Regions from separate parts of the Arachis hypogaea genome. Here region 1 is linked to region 2. Evidence: chromatin contacts called from public Hi-C data. All regions are on one chromosome and are shown on one strand. The core of a region is the stretch at or near the end of the contact, and the rest is flanking DNA. Distances in the headings are between cores, read along the strand shown. Region 1 holds the start of LOC112777033. Region 2 holds the start of LOC112775689.

The links. A called contact is a pair of places that touch in the nucleus more often than the background predicts.
Region 1: a contact with region 2 is called in a Hi-C map of an unstated tissue, with 4 times the contacts expected there. The contact joins the promoter of LOC112777033 here to the promoter of LOC112775689 in region 2. A contact is called at or near these places in 3 of 8 Hi-C or Micro-C datasets (leaf and an unstated tissue).

The regions. Positions count from the first base shown.
Region 1 is chr19:57,130,716-57,136,181 of arahy.Tifrunner.gnm2.J5K5, forward strand. LOC112777033 reads right to left here and starts at 2,419. Exons shown (of 1, transcript XM_025821313.3): 1 at 1,015-2,419. The coding sequence starts at 2,143. The coding sequence ends at 1,121.
Region 2 is chr19:56,820,335-56,825,493 of arahy.Tifrunner.gnm2.J5K5, forward strand. LOC112775689 reads right to left here and starts at 3,431. Exons shown (of 5, transcript XM_025819507.3): 1 at 2,601-3,431; 2 at 1,278-1,567; 3 at 1,082-1,171; 4 at 1-232. The coding sequence starts at 2,811.

The sequences.
Region 1 (5,466 bases), core at 1,169-3,668, 310 kb after region 2:
TTTACAAATAGTTGGTATGTAATTTTGTTCCCCCAAAATCTTTCATGTATATTTTTATTTATTTATTCTTAAAATTCTATGACCTGCTGCTGCTTTAATGTTAAAATGGAAAGTTAATTTGTTGAGAATCTCGACCATTGGCATGTTTTATAGGAAAGTTAGGGGTACCTTTTCTACCTGTATCCTTCATCCTCTATGATGATAAAGTCTGAAGTGGGGTCTATGAGTCTATGACAGTGCTATGGTATATTATTGAATATGAGAATCCAAGGTGGGAATGGTAGTGCTGCTTGTTTTATATTTTCACTTTACATAGTGTGAACAGTCTTCTGGCTTCTGGTTTGGACTTTAAAGCCTTGTGAATCATGATTAGTGAATGTGACTTTTGAAATTAGGATTTCTCACGAGTCAAAGTCAATCCTTAAACCCAAGAATATTGTGATTTTAGCTCCCCCTCAAAATTCATCAATCATGTATAATATTCTCGTTGGAATGCAATAGCTAGAACCCTATTATGAAACTCATTATCATTAATTATAATGTACATGTTATCATAGGTTATGATTGGATATTTAATGATGAATAGAATAGTAGAATGAAATGAAATGATATGATATGGAATATATGTTTAATTTCATCGGAAAAGGTAGAATGATCAAGATTTGATGCTATTTATTCTTATCTTGTTTTGTTGTATCTAACTTTGAGGGAAAGAAAATTACAGGTGTTAGATAGTTGAGTTTTTCCATTCCATTATATTCTAAAGTATACAAATTGGAAGTTGTCCCATAAAACACAGAGCCATGAAGTTCTACTATGCTGTTTTGGTTCAAGAAATGAATAAACCAGATACTCTTATTCCTAGCATATGTTGGTTTGAAATTTTGGTCTGTCATATCCAAATATATTTCTTTAAAACATGTCAAAAGATTTTCAAAAGCAACATATATAACAAGGAACAGAAACAGATTAAGAAGATAAAAATGAATCTGCAATCTAATGTGAATACATTCAAGGTCAAAATCCCATGGAAACTTGTTTCATTCATTGAAATAATACATGAGAAGTTCAAACTCATTGATCACAGTTCACATTCAACTAAAGTTCCAAATTTGAAATTTTATTCTATTCTCCAAGCATAGAGCAACAAAGAGAACCCACCACCATTACCATTACCATTACCATTACCACCACAAGACCTTGTTGATGAAGAACATGAGCTCCGCCCTCCATCACTACTCTCCTCTGCCCACTGCAACACTCCTGAACTCGACGCGGGCGACAGCGATGGCAGCACCGACGGTGCCCCCACCGTAGTGCTTCCGGGCAAGCTCTTCCTCATCAACCTTTTCTCTGGACCCACCATTTCAGGCCATACAGCACCGTCACCAACTTGAAACACAAACACACCATGGCCATGTTTATTCCCATTTCCACCATTGCTATTATTAACCACCCAACGCAGCACATCCCAATAGAACTCAACTTCTACTCCATCAATGAAGATCTTCTCATTCCCTCTGAACTTCCATGCAAGCCTCTTCACAAGCAAGCAAACTTCACCGTCCACTTTCACTCTTAACACCCCTTCATTATTGATGCACTCAATCTCTATCTCATGTTTAGAACCCAAGAACACACCCCTTGACACATAACTCATTGTTCCAAACACATGCTCTCTTCTGGAAAGCAGAACCTGATCACAGGGTGCTTGTTGATTCTGAATGAGATCACCAAGAAAGAATTCAAGCCTTCCATTGCACCATATTGCTAGGTAGAAGCATGACTCTGGCTCAGCATGGTTCTGGAAGAATCTTGCATTGGAGAAGTCCCAGTAAATCTTGATCTTCTGTGATGGCTTGTGTTTCCGCCCGGGGAGGTAGATGGATTTCGATCCTGGTCTTGTTCTGAAGAATGGGAAAGTTGGTGGCCTTAGAGGTATGATTATGGAGAATATCTGTGGTGCAAAAATGGTTAAAGAATGAGAAAAAAGTGTTCTTGACCAGCTTAGAGTGAGGTACGTTGTGTTATTGTTGTTATTGCAAAGTTGTGTTTGGTATATGCGTGTTACAACGTTTTGTAACTGTTGGGAAGTACGTGAGCTTGATGGTGTGTTGGGTTGGCTGAAACAAGCAGGGATCATGTTTTTTGTTTGATACTTGTTACTGGTATATGTCTTTTTCTTGTGTGTGATTGTTTGCGTTTCTCATACCATGTGATTAATGTTTGAGAGTTCAGGAGTGTGTTCTTCTTGCCTTTATTTGCTGTGGAAAAATTGCAGCTTTGAATGTTGCCAAGTTGTTGAATTTTGGACTTTGGACTAATATTATCTGTCCAAAGTGCTTATGGGTTTATTTTGGAGGATGGTTAACCCTTTTTGAGTGAAATGTTGGCAAAAGTTTAGTACTTTGATTCTTTTGATGATGAGCATATACGAGCCTTCTTTGGCATTATAAAGGGAAAACAGGGACAAAGAGACAAGGAGAGAAAACAGCAGGCATTTCAGTTTTCATTAACAATAACCATAACCAATACCATAATCATAAATGAAATATATTATTTGGTGAATGCTATGGTGCCTATCACATCACATTATACCTAAGTTACTAAAAAGGGTAAATAAATAATATTTAATAAATTTTACATGATTTACATTTTATTTTAAATATTTTATTTTTTACTTTAAAAAATAAGTTAGGTAATTTAGGCACCATAACAAAGAGACCAATCACACCATAGAACTCACCATATTATTTAAACTCATTTTTATCTTATATATTAAATTCTAAAACATAGCTTTATGTATATGAGACATTTTCCTATACTTTTACAGCACATTTAATATATTTAATATGTGCTCTAAAAACATTGATAATTACACCTTTTTTTTTTGTTTTATTTCTTTTTTTTGGGAAATTTAATTTTTAATATATTAATAATATAAAAATATTTATAATATATATTAAAAAGAATTTAATGTTAATACATTATTAGTGTAGATAAGTTACACACATATATTATTATATTAATAAAAATAACTTTTTTTATATTAATAATTTAAATAATTATATAAAAATAATATAAATGAATAATTATATAAAATATTTTATAATATCAGAACAATAGTGTGTAAAAGGAAAAAATATACGATACTAAAGAAATATACAACAAAAAATAGAAAACATTTTTCGTCGTGAATGTCAATGCTTGCCATGGCCTTTGGGAGAGAGATGAGTGGTTCATGCATGGGTACCTTGATTTACGCCTTTGACAAGGTTTAGCTGGGATGCACTGGACTTTGGGACTTTCCAAGTCATTCCAATTAAACAATGGAGGGACAGAACGTATGCTCAAATTTAAAATATTTAAAGAAAAAATTTATGGAGTAACAATTTTATTAAAATTTGATCAGTATTTAATTAAAAGTAAATAAATAATTTTATATTATTAAATATAATTTTATACCATTAAAAATACTAATAATAACTAACTAATAACTACAAATTATAAAATTTATTGGCCTAACACTCCTCTAATCTAAATAAGATTTACTTTTTCTCCCTTTTATATGATTACTTAAATTTCTCACGAAATGTAACCATTCTGATGCAATTAAAAAGTGTTAGTGATATTCGCTGACTAGGAAAAGAGACCGCTACAGCAAATGTAATATAATGAAAGGTAAAATATATATTTTTTACCTTAGTATTATGATTTTTTTTTAAATATTTTTAATATTTAATTTTATTTAAAATATAAATAATTAAATTTTATTTATCATTTGACGAATGAATAGGTTGTTTTATTAAAAATTAAAAACTTATTAACTACTTCTATTTAAAATATTATTATGTAATATAATTTTTTATCCAAATATATGTAAATGTATTTTATTTAAAATATTATATATAGGATATGGAAATATTTAGGATTTAATTTTTTTAATTTTTTATAAAAAAATAATTTTGAATTTATTTATTTATACTTAAACAAAATAAAAAAATAAGTAAAAATTGTTGCTTTCAATTTTTTAAATATAGGTACAAAATTATTTTTACAAAAAGCAAAAATTTAGAGATGACATGAAGATTTAAAATACTAAAAATTAATTTGGCCTAATCCAATGATACGATAATGTATCAAGAAATAGAGAGAACTAGATAGAAATTAGAAATAATAAAATAGATATCCCTAGAATTAAGACCAAGAGGAGAATCAGTGTTTCTAATTACATTATGCATATCTAAATTATTACATCATATTCTTATTTATAACATAATTTTTTAATTGAGCTATAGGCCAAATATTAATTCTAACATTATCTTTTCTTTCAAAAATAACCTTGCCTTCAAGGTTGTAGAAAAGAAAAATTATTAATCCGAAAAAATAAATGCAAATTACATTTAAAAAAATTAATATTAAAATAACAGTTTCTATTTCACTGCTAAAAAACAAGTTAAAATTCTTCCTCGATCCTAATGATAAAAAATCAATCCATCAATCCAAAACAAAAAGAATATATTTAAAGCAGTAATATAAAATTAGTTCAAATGGGCTGCAATATTTAAAGTTGGACCTAAAATCAATGGAACATTCATCTTCTTTTTATGTTAGACTTTAGAGAGACCTAACTCCTTTGCCTCACACGCCACACCTCTTTCCTTTCCATTGGCTCCTTCCTTCTCTGTCTTGAGTTTCACTGCTGTCGAGAGAATCACTAGCGCCACCATTGCATCCAACCCGCAACCAGCCCACCACAGCGCATGTCAGTCGCCACTTCTTCTGGCCATCCTAGTGTCAGACCTTGTCACCCCCACCTACTTCTTTATCGTTCGAGCCTCCTCTTCAATATCCCAAGAAAAGACCGCCGCCATGAGTGCTCGTGGCTTAGCCACGATTGAGGGAACGGGACGGCATAGACCACTACCTTTCACCGTTGCCGCTTTGTATTTCACCGTCACTGCACCGCTAATTGGGGACTCCGCGAGCATCTGCTCTCCCTTTGTGGAGGCGCCATCCTCAACGCCACTACTTATTGTTAGATTTGCTGCTTCTTCATCCTCGATGCCACCTTTTCTGTTTAGCTATGCAACATCATCGGCACTGACCAAGACCATTGTGTGCAAGTTCAGATGCGGTGGTTTTGGTGGTGGTGACGTCACCCTCACCTTTGCCAGTTCTTGATTTGTGTCCACCACCTTCTCCATCGTGATGGCACCATACTCAGCGCCATTTATGACTGTGAGTTTTCTGTCACCGTTGCCTGGAATGGTACCATCCACTGCTCGTATATCAACATTGTCACCATCAATCGCAATTGCCGTAGGTAATTCCATATATGCTTTTAAATCTTTTATTTGTTGAATTGCTTGTATTGTCATATCTTAAATTGTGATTGATGATACGAAAACTGGACCTTGAAATTTTGATTGAATTTCTGGATTTGAGATTTGAAATTCTGGTTGA
Region 2 (5,159 bases), core at 2,181-4,680:
TTGTCTTTAATTTTTCACCTTTCTTTGTGGATTCATGAAGCAGTGCATCAAGCCCAAATGGGTCAGCTTGATCCTCATCATTATTATCCTTGTCTTTGGCACGTGTTTTACTATCTTCATCTGCCACATTTGTATTGTCTTCCAGAGACATTGCTTCCTCTGCATCATCATCCTTTGTTGCAACAGGAAGGTTAGATATAGCATCCTTGATTTGTCCAGCTGCTTTTGAGAACTGTATAAAAAATTGGGGGAAAAAAAAAAGCATAAGCAACCCAATAGATATCTTTGTAGGCTCAAATAATGAAATCAACTGAATAAGACCTATATAAATAACAGTATCTGAAATGTAAATCATGGTGACTAAGCATAAGATAAACACATGATGAATAAAATTTAGCAAAATATTTTAAGCAATAGTTTGGTGCATTATTAGTTTTTTTATTACACTATAAATACAGAGAGTCAAGTATCAGCTATCTATAACATCAACCTCGGAGTTTTAATAATCAAATAAACAAAAATTGAACCATGTAAATAAAGAATGTTGCAATTGGAAACTGAACCAGACCTCCCATACCCCTAGAAACGCCACATCTCATATACTGATACACCCCCTGCCCTACTATGCATCTGACACAAGAATATGGCATGGGCGAACAATGTGGATCCTCTATAGGCGATAACAATTGTTATCCCTCCAAAAAAATTGATCTTATTGTCGGTCCAGAGAACTTTCCTTTTAAATTCAACTTGACTTCCGCAAGAAAGAAATCTGTGGGAGACTATATTTACACATTATATCCATCTTTAGTCATATTCATATACAAGGAAAACTGACGTATTGATATGTGAAGTGATAAATTCAAAAGTAGTTTACAGAAAGCAATAATGATATACAAATATTAATTACATGACAAGAAAATGACAGTAAATGTATGACACAGCAGACTTTGATTTTTTTGGTGCATGAATAATTTCTTTTCATGTAAATAGCCAAAAGGCAACAATATGCTTCAAGCTTATTTCCTCAAATAGGAAGACAACAAAAGGTGACTCAGCAAGCCTTTAGTGTAAATCATACCACAAAGCTGTCATCTGTGTATAAATCATTTGCTACCACGGCCATTATTGTCCATGCTGCCAGTTGATTCCTTTGTTTCTTATTGAGGTGCTGAAATTAATGGACAGGAAAGGATCAGGAAATCCGTCAGAGACACTCTAATCTGTTAAAAAACACTCACCAAGGACAGATATATCATGTGAACTTTTAATCTTACTTCTTTGGTGCTTTGTGCTTCCATGAACAGAGAATGATAGTCAGCCCGCACCGAAGGATCTGTACAAGGTGTAGATGATAACATTGCAGCTTCTAATATGGCAAAAAAATAATCACTAGTTCCAGATTTTACACTTCCAGCTTGAATCAGCTGTATAGCAAGCTTCGCAGCCTTGTTGACCTTTGCAGGGTTCTTGATGTGGGAAGTTATCTTCTTCATGGCCTTAATAACCTGTCCTTCAGAAGCATCCGTAGAGGTTTTAAATTTCAAGCTTTTTTTTGGTGCTGCAGCTGCATTCACAGCAGATAATGTAGGTTCAGATTTCAGAAAATTTATTAATGTAAAATTCATCATTTTAAACAGATGTGTAAGTGAATACCAAAGCAATAACTGCATAATATACCAGCATTTCTGTAAATCCAGGAGAAAATATACCAAACTTCGATCCTCTTTCTATTGTTGCAACACCACAAACCAAGGTCTTCATATAGTTAGATAAAACAACCTAAAGTGATTTATACAGCATATACATGGATAACTTTCAGACTTTCGCAATCATGAATCAACCTAAACTTTTCATACTTCATAATAAAAAACAAAACATGTATTGTTCCACTAAGCAACGCCTCAGGTTCAAACACTGCATAAAGAAAACTAAGACTTTACTGTTATCATAAGCTGATCAGAACTATGGTCTACTAGACTCTATATGCTAAAAGCTTTACACTAATATTACTGAAAGAGCAAACAAGACAGGTCACGTTAGATGAATTTAGCAGTCAAATTGAACGTAAAATGAGTACTTACTATCTTTTAGCATCTTGCACTTGATTAATTCAATGCCTATTTTTCCTAAACCAGGTAAACTAAGACACTGTTTGGATGCATGGCAAGTTTTGGAAACGTTTATAGAATGTGTTTCTCGGTCAGCAAGGAATGGAATGGTCAAGAATGTCTTACAGAACCTCACTTTGCCGTCGAAAATAAGGGAAATAGCATATTATCTTTTCTATTCCATCACCAGCCATGGAAGTCCCCAAACAAGGGTGTGCCGGTGCGGCATACATATAACAATCCATTCTCTTCTTTTCTATTCCATTCCATTACTTACCAATTTGCCATCACAAATATATCTCCCAAACAGAGTCTAAACGAAAGGCCTTTTTTTTCCCTCTTAACCCCGATTCGAAGGAAACCCTAATCCTAGGGTTATATGCTTCCCAGTAATAAATAAATACATAAACAAAATGTTAAACTAAAAAGCAGTGATTGCCGACGTAAAACAAACAATTGAGTTAAGAAGGTAAGAGAAATTGAAGTAACCTTGAGTGTCAGACGGAGTATGGTTTGGGCGCTTGAGGGCACTCTTGAGAATTGGCTTCGATGGTGGTGCTGCTGCTGCAACTTGAGAGGATTCCGTGTCGTTGTTAGCGGTGCTGGGAAAATTGAGATGCGGTTTTTGTTGTCGCTGCGGCGGTTCAGGATCATCATGGTGTTGAGGTGGAGGCAATCCCTCGAATAGGTTGTGTGCCATGTCGGTCACCAATTACTGCTTCTGATTCTCCGATTATAATTACGATTATGACGAAGCACAGAACACGCCCACCAACACCACGACTTCCCAAAGACCCAAATCCAAAACCCCTAAACAATGATGACTTCTTGTGCGCTTCTGTCAGTTTGGTTTAGCAAGAAAATTTAAGATCCCACATGATTGAATCGCGCATGTACACGTGGTTACCGTAGGGGCCAGCTTCGCAGGAGTGGCAGGAGTCCATCTCCAACGGCTAGCTTGGTTCAGCGCTAGCCAACTCCTTGGCGTAACGGTGTTCCACCCTGTTGGGCTTCGTGGGCCTGTGATTGACGAGGACAACTCAAGAAAACCCCAAACTAAGAGGTGGAGGGAAATAAGCGACATACGCGCTGATGCAACAAAATATTATTGTGTGTAATAAAACCACAGTTTTCAAGAAACAAAAAAAAAAAAAAACATAGTTTTTTTTATCAAACCACCGAAGCCCTGAATCAATGGCAGCATCACCTGCCTCACTAGGAGTTGTGCCTCACTAGGAGCTGCACCTAGGTTTGAATCCTCAATGAGGAATATAGAACCTATACTAGTAGTAGTAGTGTGTGTTGTGTGAGTGGGTGTGTGTTGTGTCATGTGTAAGACTCAAAATAAAATAAAATCGAACCGAACCGATGGGTTTAACTAGATTAATTGGAAATCAGTCATATGCTCAGTTTGGTTGATCCCAAAAACTATCTAGCCAAAAGCTGACTAAAGGACCGACTTAATCGGCGGTTAACTGGTGAACCATCGACATCGCCGAATTTGTTAAGAGTTTTCGGTTCGGGGCATACACTAAAAAACGTTACTATTTTATTAAAAAAAAAACCCTAAAGATTGAAGAATCCTAGCCCAATACTACCATGCCACCCCTCTCTTTTTCCTTGAACTTTGAACGTTGGAGAGTGAAGAACCCTAGCCTCCAAATCTCCTTGGAAGTTCGAAGTTCGAACACAGTTGTAGCCACCATTCCTCTTCAAAGTCATCACCGAACTCTTCTTGTCTGGGAACAAACTATGGGTGTCGCGTCGCATGTTGAAGTTCTATTCGACGAAAGTTCAAACGCAACCCGCAGCCACCATCCCACTTCTCATCATTCCTCCTCTCGTTGCCGTCGTAGGAAGGTCTCCTACTCTCTTCTCCTCTCATCGTTCTCAATTGTCGTCGCCGTCACTTTCCTTCCTCGCTCTTTCTCACTCTCACCATGAATGTCTCTCTAAATCGTCACCTCTGTTTCACTGCTCGCTTATTCACAGTAGGGACCTTGCTTTCACCTTTAATTTGTTTCGGTCCACTGCTCTTTTGATTTTGAGTTGATTCTTCTGAAATAATTTTTTTGATTATTGATGTTACATTATTAATTTTGTTGATTTCTAATTTTATTGTCTAATTGTATGGATATTGGCTTCTGAGTTTGTCTTCTAAACTTCTGATGCTAGATGTAATTGTTGATTTTGTGTTATGATGCTGCATGTATTGTTGGTTTGTTGATGTGATTTGAAATTGTGTGTAAATCTATGTTCAATAATCCATACTTTGTTGTTGTCTGTATTTAATTTGTGTAAGTTTGTGTTTGTAATTGTTGCTAATTAAAAAGTTTTTTTTTTTGAAAATGAAACTATTAGACAGGGATCATGAATCACATTTATTCAATTTTTAATAATTTTATTTTATATTTAATTAAATTGATTGAATTCTGATTGGACCATTGAACCATTTAACCAGTTATCTTATCAGTTCATTAACTGATTTGGATTTTGCAACCTTGAATAAAACTCATGCGTCATTGTATACCAAGAAAAAAAACCATTATGCGTCATTGTACACAATAAAAAAACTCATGCATCATATCTCTCAAATGAGAGAAAGTTCCTCTCAAATGGAGAGTAGCTTAGAGCATTATGTCATGCTCTTTGAGGGAAGACTAACCCTCAATATCTCTTATTTCTAGCATACTATTATTAGGCAAAATTTTCTCATATCTTAAAACAAAAAACGTTTACCATCCCAACATATTCCACAAAATAAATAGTTTATTCTATCCTTGACCTAGCCTAATATTGTCCATGTCAGCACAACCAATACCAACTTTTCATCATGTTCAACATGATGATAAACCACGGTATTGATCGCATAGAAAGAAAAACCATCAGGCTCAATCTAGATTAGAGTCTAGGATACAAACCAAATTGTTTGAATGTAGTCAGGAAGATCATCTCTAAAAAGAAAGTAAAGTTTAATGTTTTCATGAATACAATCCAAAGTATGTGGGGAAATCCAAGAAAATCCAAAAAGGATGGCTATCTCTGAGG